Linked DNA regions of Sus scrofa: region 2 is linked to region 1. Evidence: chromatin contacts called from public HiChIP or PLAC-seq data. All regions are on one chromosome and are shown on one strand. The core of a region is the stretch at or near the end of the contact, and the rest is flanking DNA. Distances in the headings are between cores, read along the strand shown.

The links. HiChIP or PLAC-seq counts read pairs in DNA pulled down with a chosen protein or histone mark.
Region 2: a contact with region 1 is called in an H3K27ac HiChIP or PLAC-seq map of alveolar macrophages. The contact joins the enhancer-like site here to the promoter of LAMTOR1 in region 1. A contact is called at or near these places in 1 of 5 promoter capture datasets (liver), 9 of 47 Hi-C or Micro-C datasets (brain, embryonic fibroblasts, epiblast stem cells and 6 more) and 2 of 2 datasets of contacts at active chromatin or transcription factors (alveolar macrophages and skeletal muscle).

Annotation. Positions count from the first base shown.
Region 1 is chr9:6,678,040-6,682,228 of Sscrofa11.1, forward strand. It overlaps LAMTOR1 (ragulator complex protein LAMTOR1), which reads right to left and starts at 2,028. Exons shown (of 5, transcript XM_003129591.3): 1 at 1,813-2,028. The coding sequence starts at 1,854.
Region 2 is chr9:6,959,135-6,963,218 of Sscrofa11.1, forward strand. All of the region lies in intron 3 of CLPB (caseinolytic peptidase B protein homolog), which reads right to left. Among named protein-coding and RNA genes, the nearest start is that of CLPB, 130 kb to the right of the region's middle. Within about 2 kb of position 1,392, at least 13 of the 83 cell types and tissues checked have an H3K27ac peak or open chromatin away from gene starts, as enhancers often do. A contact at or near this core is called in alveolar macrophages, where this site is marked.

The DNA.
Region 1 (4,189 bases), core at 778-3,277:
AATCACAGCTTGGCGCAATGGATAAAGACGCAACTTGGCATCATGACACCTTGGCTGTGGCACTTCTCAGCTGTGTAGCCGTGGCTAAATCACTCAGCCCGTCTGAACTTTTTTTTTTCCACTTTCAAATAGACATGACCTGATGACAGAGGTTCGGAGAGAGTCAAGTGAGAGCATCGTAAAAGGCCTTTGAAAACTGTAACGTGTTATTTCTTTTTATTATTGTAACAAAGATGCAGAAATGAGAGTAGGAAAGGGGCCTGCCCAAGACCTGAAAGAGGGGACAGTGAATGGTGACGGCTTGCAGACCAGGCAAGCAAACCTTTGCCACATGAGGCCTCAAATCGCCCAGGACTGATCAAGCACCATCTCTGGGAATTAGAAACAGCAGTGAAAGCCCATCAGGGGAGGGGGAGAACCAGGAGAGCATCAGCTGCCACTAGAAGCTGGTTTCTCATAAAGCACTAACCTTTGACTCATTCCCTGCAAGAGTCCACACTATGCTTGAAGAGCCAATTTCCCATTAGGCCACAGTTTTCCCAGTAGACTGGGCCACTGTCTCCTATTCCTAACAGGCTGCCTGCAGTGAGTTGTGAGGCACAGCCCTGAGGCACACCTAGCACAGGCACAGAAACATGAGCGTACGTCCACGGGGTGTCCGGAGACTTAATGAGGCCCAGGAGCCACCCATGCCTCCCATACAAATGGTGGTTTCCCAAGCTTAAGTCCTTGACCCCAAATAGGTTCATGTGAATCACTGAAGAAGGACCTACTTCCCATGTACCAGTGATGTAATCCATTTCTGTGACCATCTACTCCACTTGCTGAAACCTTCCTGCTGTTTCTGGGTCTGTTGAAATGGAGACTCCAGGCTTAGAGGCCACAAAAAAGCAAGGGGCCAACAACGTGAGACTTCATCCTTGAAAAGGTCTGCCCCTCCTCAAAGGAGGTCAGGCAGGGCAGGGTTTAAAGTGTGGCAAGAAGTGAGAGGAGAGAATACACCAAGGGGAAGAGGGAGCATTTAAAACTGTACGTGCCTCCCAGCCTAATCCTTTCTGCCAAGGGAACCAGATCTACACCCAACTCCCCAGGACAAGCCCCCCTCTACCTAGAGGAGCCTTCAGGCTCCAGGCAGGGGCTGCACTGAGGGAGGCCAAACGGAGTTCCCTGTCCTACCTCTCTTCCCCGAGCCTCAGCATAGCCGAAGCTAAACGTGATCTGTGGCTTTCCAACTTCCCACACGCCGCGCCCCCCCAAGTCCTCACCGTGTCTATTAAACCCTTCACTGACCAACTCAAACGACACCAATTTCCAGAGGCCTTCTCTGCTCTCAGATTAGCAGTGACCTTCCTTCTTCAACTCCAGGGATTCAGAGTCTATACACGATTCCTGACTCACATCAGCTCAATCTGACTTAGCGCCTCGGCTTACCCACCTCTACAACGGATTCACAAAGCTCGCTAATACAAACACGAAGCGGGCACAGGAACCTGGGAAGAGAGCGCTTCCCCGGGACCTAGGCTGAGGATCCCTGAAGTTGTAAAGGTCTCAAGGTAGGGGCAAATGGAACGGGCGGGGGCGAGCAGGAGAGGCGGCGGCCTGCCACCCCAACACGGGGGCTGTGCCGACAGCACTGGGGCTTTAAAGGGGGTAGGAGCCCGGCCCGGCGTCTCCTCTGTAGGCTGTCCCCTCCGGGCCTCCGTACTCGGGGAGCCCCACAGTCCGGCGGACCCTCTTTCGCAGGCTTTTCTCTGGGCCCCGTGCCCCGGGGTCTCAGCCCTCGCTCCCGAGCCCCGCCCGCGGCGGCCGCACCTGGTCCGAGTCCTCGTTCTCGCTGCTGTAGCAGCACCCCATGGCGGGGGTAGGGCCGGGCGCTCAGGCCGCGCCGAGCAGGGACGGCGTCCGTCAGGAGCCCTTCCGGTCACATGACCCGCGCCTGCATCCAGCACAGACCCACAGTCCCGCGCCAACCCCTTTCCAGAGCTGCTGCTCGCCGCGGCTGCCGCCGGAACCCCGGCATCCGGCCCCGCCCCCAGCGCGTGATCACTGCCAGCCAATGGGGAGGCGTCCCCGCGTGACAGGCCGTGAGACACGTGACGCCAGGAACGGGAGGGGTGAATCACATGATTTCAGCCTCTTCGCGGTCTCAGCTGGAGACCTCCCCTGCCCGGGAGAGAGGCCCTTCCTTGTGCGACGTGGGTTGTCCGGGGAGGGGGCCCCCAGGCTCCCTTTGTGGGCCATTAGGCGATTTCATACCGAATGCCATTGGAGGGGCGAGGGGATGCAGACTCGACGCTCAAAGAGCGCCCAATGTGGTTACACATCCATAGGCCCCGGTTGCCCGGCGTAACTTCCAACGTGGGGTGTGGGGTGTGGCTTCCCACGTGGACTGGGGGTCCGAGACTTACTGGAAGAAGGAAACTTATACCTTCACAAGCAACGCAGAGTGGAGCTCAATCCCGGGAGAGGAGATACAGCCCGTGTCACTGATCTGGCCGTCGGGCACTTCTCTTCAATGCTGCCTTTGTAGAGCAGTACTAGTAATCTAACACACAAAGCACATCATCAGTGCTCTTCTTGGAACCATGCCACATCTTCCCTTGGACTCTGAAGACAAGTCCAAGTCTGTCATGCAAGGTTCTGCAGAGCCAGACACCCACTCCAGGCCTGGGACAGTGGAGGAGGGATGGGGTGAATGTCTCACCAACCATGGGGAAACACTGTTTCCTGGTTGACTTCCTGGACTTTGCACACGTGGCCTAGCACGCTGTCTCCCCCACCGTGTGGGCCTGCCAGAAGTCCCTGTGGTTAGAGCATGCGTTCTAGTGATCACATTGTACTATGTTCTCTGTTCCTGTGTCAGTCTCTTCTACCAAAGGTGGGGTTCCCGGGGACAGGGGGCAGGATCTGACTCTTCTCGGTGACTTAAGCCTCAGCATTTGCTTAGAATTTGGAATTCATGAATAAATTACAACTTCCCATTAACTTGGCTCACACCATACTCTGTCCTGAACCAAGGGGTTGAAGGAGAGATCCCCAAACCCAGGAGCTCTGTTACCCTTCAAATCAAGACCATGGAGTTCTATAAGTTCTTTGAAGGCTCCTGAAGGGTAAGAGGCAGCTCCAGCTTGTCCCTGGGGCTGGTAACTTGACCTGCTCTTCTCAGGTGACAGCAGCAGCCTCAGCATCAATAATTGAGAGCAGGTCCAGCCTGCCTCAGAGTTCCTCCCCACCCCGAGGACTGCCCCCTCCTGTCTTGTGCGCTGATATTCCCCTAGCAGGAGCCTCCAGCCCAGGTAAGCAGGGCCCTTGTGTGTGGGTTCCCAAGCACACCAGTTCAGACTCACCATTGCCCAGCTACCCATTTCACCCCATTCATACACTCCTACTTTTAGTTCCCACCACCAGTGGCCTTGAAAAGGTCAGATGGTCCAGGGCACTTTTGGTAGCAAACAGGGCACTTACCCCCCCCCCCAGGGGTCCAGAGATGGGGGAGGGGAGAAGAGGTTGAATGAGGGGAAATTGTGTTGCTGTGTGTGTGAGTGTGAATGCGAAGAGAGAGAGAACAGAGGAGGAAAGTGCTAGGAGGGGAGAGAAGACTGGGGAAGAAACAGACCCTTCCCACCCCCAGGGAAGAGCTGACAGAGTGAGAGTCCCCGGGTGGTGAGGATACCTCATCCAGACACTCTAGGGAGTGTTTTGATTGACTTTTACTGAGGCAGAGCAGCGACAGGGGAGGGCTTCCCGGCTACAAAGTTGTGCTCTGTTGCTAACCGTGATGGATCAGAAGAGACCCCGCAGGCAGTGGATAGGGTGGGAGGAGACCTTCTGGAGTTGCTGGTGGAGGGTCTTGAAGGAGGGCGAGGGGAGAGGGGTGGAGGGAGTGAGGTGAAGATGGACCAGGGGCCAGAAGTGGGAAGAGATGGTTTGGGGTTGGGTGCTGAACTGGACGGCACGGGGTCCTTACACGGGTTTGGAATCAAACCAGCTTGGATTCGAATCCTAATTCTTCTGTGTGACCCTGGACAAGACAGCCTTTCGGAGCCATGGTGTGTAAAATACAGGGGTAGCGATTGTTATTGGAAGGGCTGCACAAATGACAGGCAGATGGCACTGCGGGTTTTCCTACCTTCCTCCCTCCACCCCAGGGCCCACGTAGGGACCATGTCCCCCGCCATCGCGCTGGCCT
Region 2 (4,084 bases), core at 142-2,641, 280 kb after region 1:
TTTAAAATTTCCAGACGTAAAGAAGGATCTGCTGAGATCAGTCTGTCCAATCCTTTGTCTCACACAGACAGATATGGAGACTCGGAAAGCGACAGCCCTGGGACAGACCGATCTGGATGTAAGCCTGCACCCGTCTCTTCTAGGCTGCGTGACTGCGGGCAGGTCCTGCTCACCTCTCTGAACCTCAGCGCTCCCGCCCTGTCAGGCTGCCAGACCTACGCCGTGAGGGCGCTCAGAGGACCGGGGGCAATAATGCGAAAGCGCTTACATTTTCCAGGCGTTAGCTCTCAGCGTTCCCTCTGTTCTCTGTGTACAAAGGCACAGAGTGGAGGGGCTGTAGCAGAACCTCAGTGAACACTGCTGGATTAAACAGAATAAAAGCCAATGCTGGGGGGACCACTCTTTGTCCTATCTTAGTTTCTAGCAAGAACTTGGCACACTTAAAAAGAGATTATTATTATTTTTTAAAACATACATTTTTCCTATAGAGATCTTATTTTTATTTTTTAATTTTTCTGGTCTTTTGTCTTTTTAGGGCCACACCCGCGGCATATGGAGGTTCCCAGGCTAGGGGGCCCAATCAGAGCTCCAGCTGACGGCCCACGCCACAGCCACAGCCAGATCCAAGCCGTGTCTGTGACCTGCACCACAGCTCACGGCAACGCTGGATCCTTAACCCAGTGAGCGAAGCCAGGGATCGAACCCACATCCTCATGAATGCTAGGCAGGTTTGCTAACCACTGAGTCACGATGGGAACTCCAGTTTCTTTTTATCTAGAATAGGTTCTCAGGCTGTCTTTGATATTCGTGACACTGACTTTTCTGCAGAGTAAGGTTAGTTTACAGATTACTCTGCAGTTTGGATAACAACTTTTTGAGGAACCACTTCCTATCATTCAACTATTCATTCCACAAACTAGTCGTTCCTCTCTCTTTCCATGAGGCTGGTTATTACAGGACTCTGGGCAGGCAGGATACCTGATCAATTCTCAGGGCCCTTGCCTTCCAGGGTGTTCGCGGGATAGCCACACACCTGGCAAGGTGCAGGTCAGAGCAAGTGCCATGGGGATGACTTCTTGGAGGCAGAGGCACGAGCCATGCCCGAAAGGATGGGCAGAAGCACAGACCGCCCTAAGAAACTCCCGGGATCTTGCAGAGGAAACATCTCCACTTCCCCAAGCAGTGTGTGCTGTGGCTGGGACGCAATAAAACACAAACCCCAGCAATACAGGGCCAGGAAGGGGAGGGCGCGGTCCAGGGCACCCTTCCCTTGTACCCTTGCTCAGGGCTCTAGGCACTTTGAGATGTGGTGACAGGAAGGCAAGGTCTGTCCAGGCAGCTGAACTGTGGGAAAGGGCCATGAGCGCCACCTACTGGCATCAGGGCAGGTTGTCTAGGCAGCAGCAGAGGGCAGTGGGGCAGTGGCGGGTTGCCAGGAAGCTTGCCACACTACAGTGGTGAGACACAGAAGCGGCTTGAATTTCTTAAACAGGGCTGGCCCTTGAGCCACCACTGCCAAGTCCCAGAGCACTGTGAGACTGTCGGTGCAGAAGGGACTGTGCAAAGCCAGCCACCACACCCGGCCCTCGAGACGGGAGGGCAAGACGCGCCGGGATTACTTCAGCTTTGTTCTCCAAGTCAGTCTCCGTGCTGGGCACCGAGGGTCAGAGGAATCAGACGCGGATCTTGCCCACAGGGAGCTCCTAGACTGAGTCGGGGGTGGGGAAATGGGACAAGCAGGGAGGGACACAGAGAAGTGCTCCGAGGATCCCGGGTGCTCTGAGAGCTGTCTGGCGGGGTGGGGAGCACACAGCAGGCTGGGCTCCTCAGGTCCCACAAAACTCTTCGTGGTGGAATTCAAAACTCCCGTTTCTGAGCAACCTACCATGCCTCAGGCACCTGACGTTTACAGTCTCCCCGATCCTGTGATTAGAGAAGGGGCCTGAGTCACACAGAGATGAAACCGCCCTGCCGAAGATGGCACGGTCCACAAGGGGCAGCCTAGGACAGGAGCCCGGGCTCTCTACACTGAAGCCACTGCCTCCCAGGGCACAGGGCCCAGCTTCTTCCCTTTGCCCCACATGTAGCCTGGCACCAGCACAGGTATCTGATGGGACTAACTAGCACAGTTTAACTGACAGGGCTAACCGGCACAGGTAACTGACAAGACTAACCAGCACAAGCATCTGACGGAACTAACTGCACTGGTAACTAATGGGACTAACCAGCACAGGCAACAGACAGGGCTAACCAGCACAACTAACTGAAGTATCTGACGGGGCTAACCAGAACAAGTATCTGATGCGACTAACCAGCACAGGTAACTGACAGGACTAACTAGCACAGTTTAACTGACGGGGCTAACCGGCACAGGTAACTGACAAGACTAACCACCACAAGCATCTGACGGAGCTAACCAGCATTGGTAACTGATGGGCCTACCGGCACAGGTAACTGACAGGACTAACCAGCACAGGTAACGGATAGGGCTAACCAGCACAAGTAACTGAAGTAACTGATGGGACTAACCAGCACAGGTAACTGACAGGACTAACCAGCACAAGTATCTGACAGGGCTAACCAGAACTGGTAACTGATGGGCCTACCAGCACTGGTAACTGACGGGACTAACCAGCTAACCAGCACAAGTAACTGAAGTAACTGAGGGGGCTAACCAGCACAGGTAACGGACAGAGCTAACTAGCACAAGTAACTGAAGTAACTGAGGGGGCTAACCAGCACAGCACAACTAACTGATGGGGCTAACCAGCACAGGTAACTAACAGGGCTAACCAGCACGAGTCACCGACAGGACTACCCAACACAAGTCACTGACGGGACTAACCAGCAGAAGTATCTGATGGGACTAATCCAGCACAGGTAACTGACAGGACTAACCAGCACAAGTATCTGACAGGGCTAACCAGAACTGGTAACTGATGGGCCTACCAGCACTGGTAACTGACGGGACTAACCAGCTAACCAGCATAAGTAACTGAAGTAACTGAGGGGACTAACCAGCGCGAGTATCCGAGGGCCTAAGCAGCTGACAGAAAGTGACGGGGAAGGAGAGGCCTCAGGGGAACAGGCGGTTCCGTGAGGGCCGGCGATGCTCTGACCAGCTCTGCCTTCCAAAACCTTCTCCCTGAAGAGACCCCCCCCCCAGACGGAAGCCAAGAGAGGCCCAAAGCCCCCTCCTCTGCACGACGCTCTCTCACCATCACCGCCCTTTCACGGTCGCTCGGTAACATGACACTTCAAGGGGCTCTTGCCTTTGGACTAACACGATCCCGGCAGACAAACGGGAAGAGGAGGTCGGTGCACCAAGCCCTGGTTCCCGCCAGACGGGGCCGACGGCAGGCCGAGCAGAACCCCGGCGCGTAAGGCAGCTCCAAGAAAGCCAGGCAGGCTCAGGCCACGTCCGCAGACGCGTGGGGTCTCCAAAACGGGGTCGCCGCCCTGCTCCTCAGTCTCCGTCAGGCCACTCTGGAATTCAGAGGGCCGCCCAAAACCTTCGGCCGCTTCATTCGAAAGTGATGCGGAGGAGACCTGAACCCGCGGTTGAGGGAACCAAGGCTTCTGGGGCTTGGAGCTGTCTCAGTATTTCAAAGTCTGAATGGGAAAGGGCAGCTGTGACGTCCTCGGGGGCAGAGCAGGAGCCGAAGGGAGGCGCCGCAGGGGGCTTCCCTCGGAACCGCGGCCCCCCACAGCCCTCGCAAGGCGTCAGGACTGAGCTACTCTCCCGATTGATTACAGAGCTCCAGCTCCTATGCCTCCCGCTGCCCGGAAGGTCTTGCAACCCAGCTCCCCGTATCCAAATCCAGCCACCTCCAGGCCCAGACAAAGGCCACCTCGTCTACAAAGCCTTAACTTTCCTGTGTCCTAATTACAATTCTCCAGCAGACGGCAAACTCCCGAAAAGGCACAGATGATCTTGCTGCGGCTGTATGCTCCTCCGCCAGGCCAAAGGGGCAGAGCGCTCACGGCGGGCCTTGAGAATGAACAAACGCCAAAGAAGAAGTACGAATGGCCAAGAAACTCAGGAAAAGATGCCCCACATCATCCGCCATCAGGAAAATGCCAG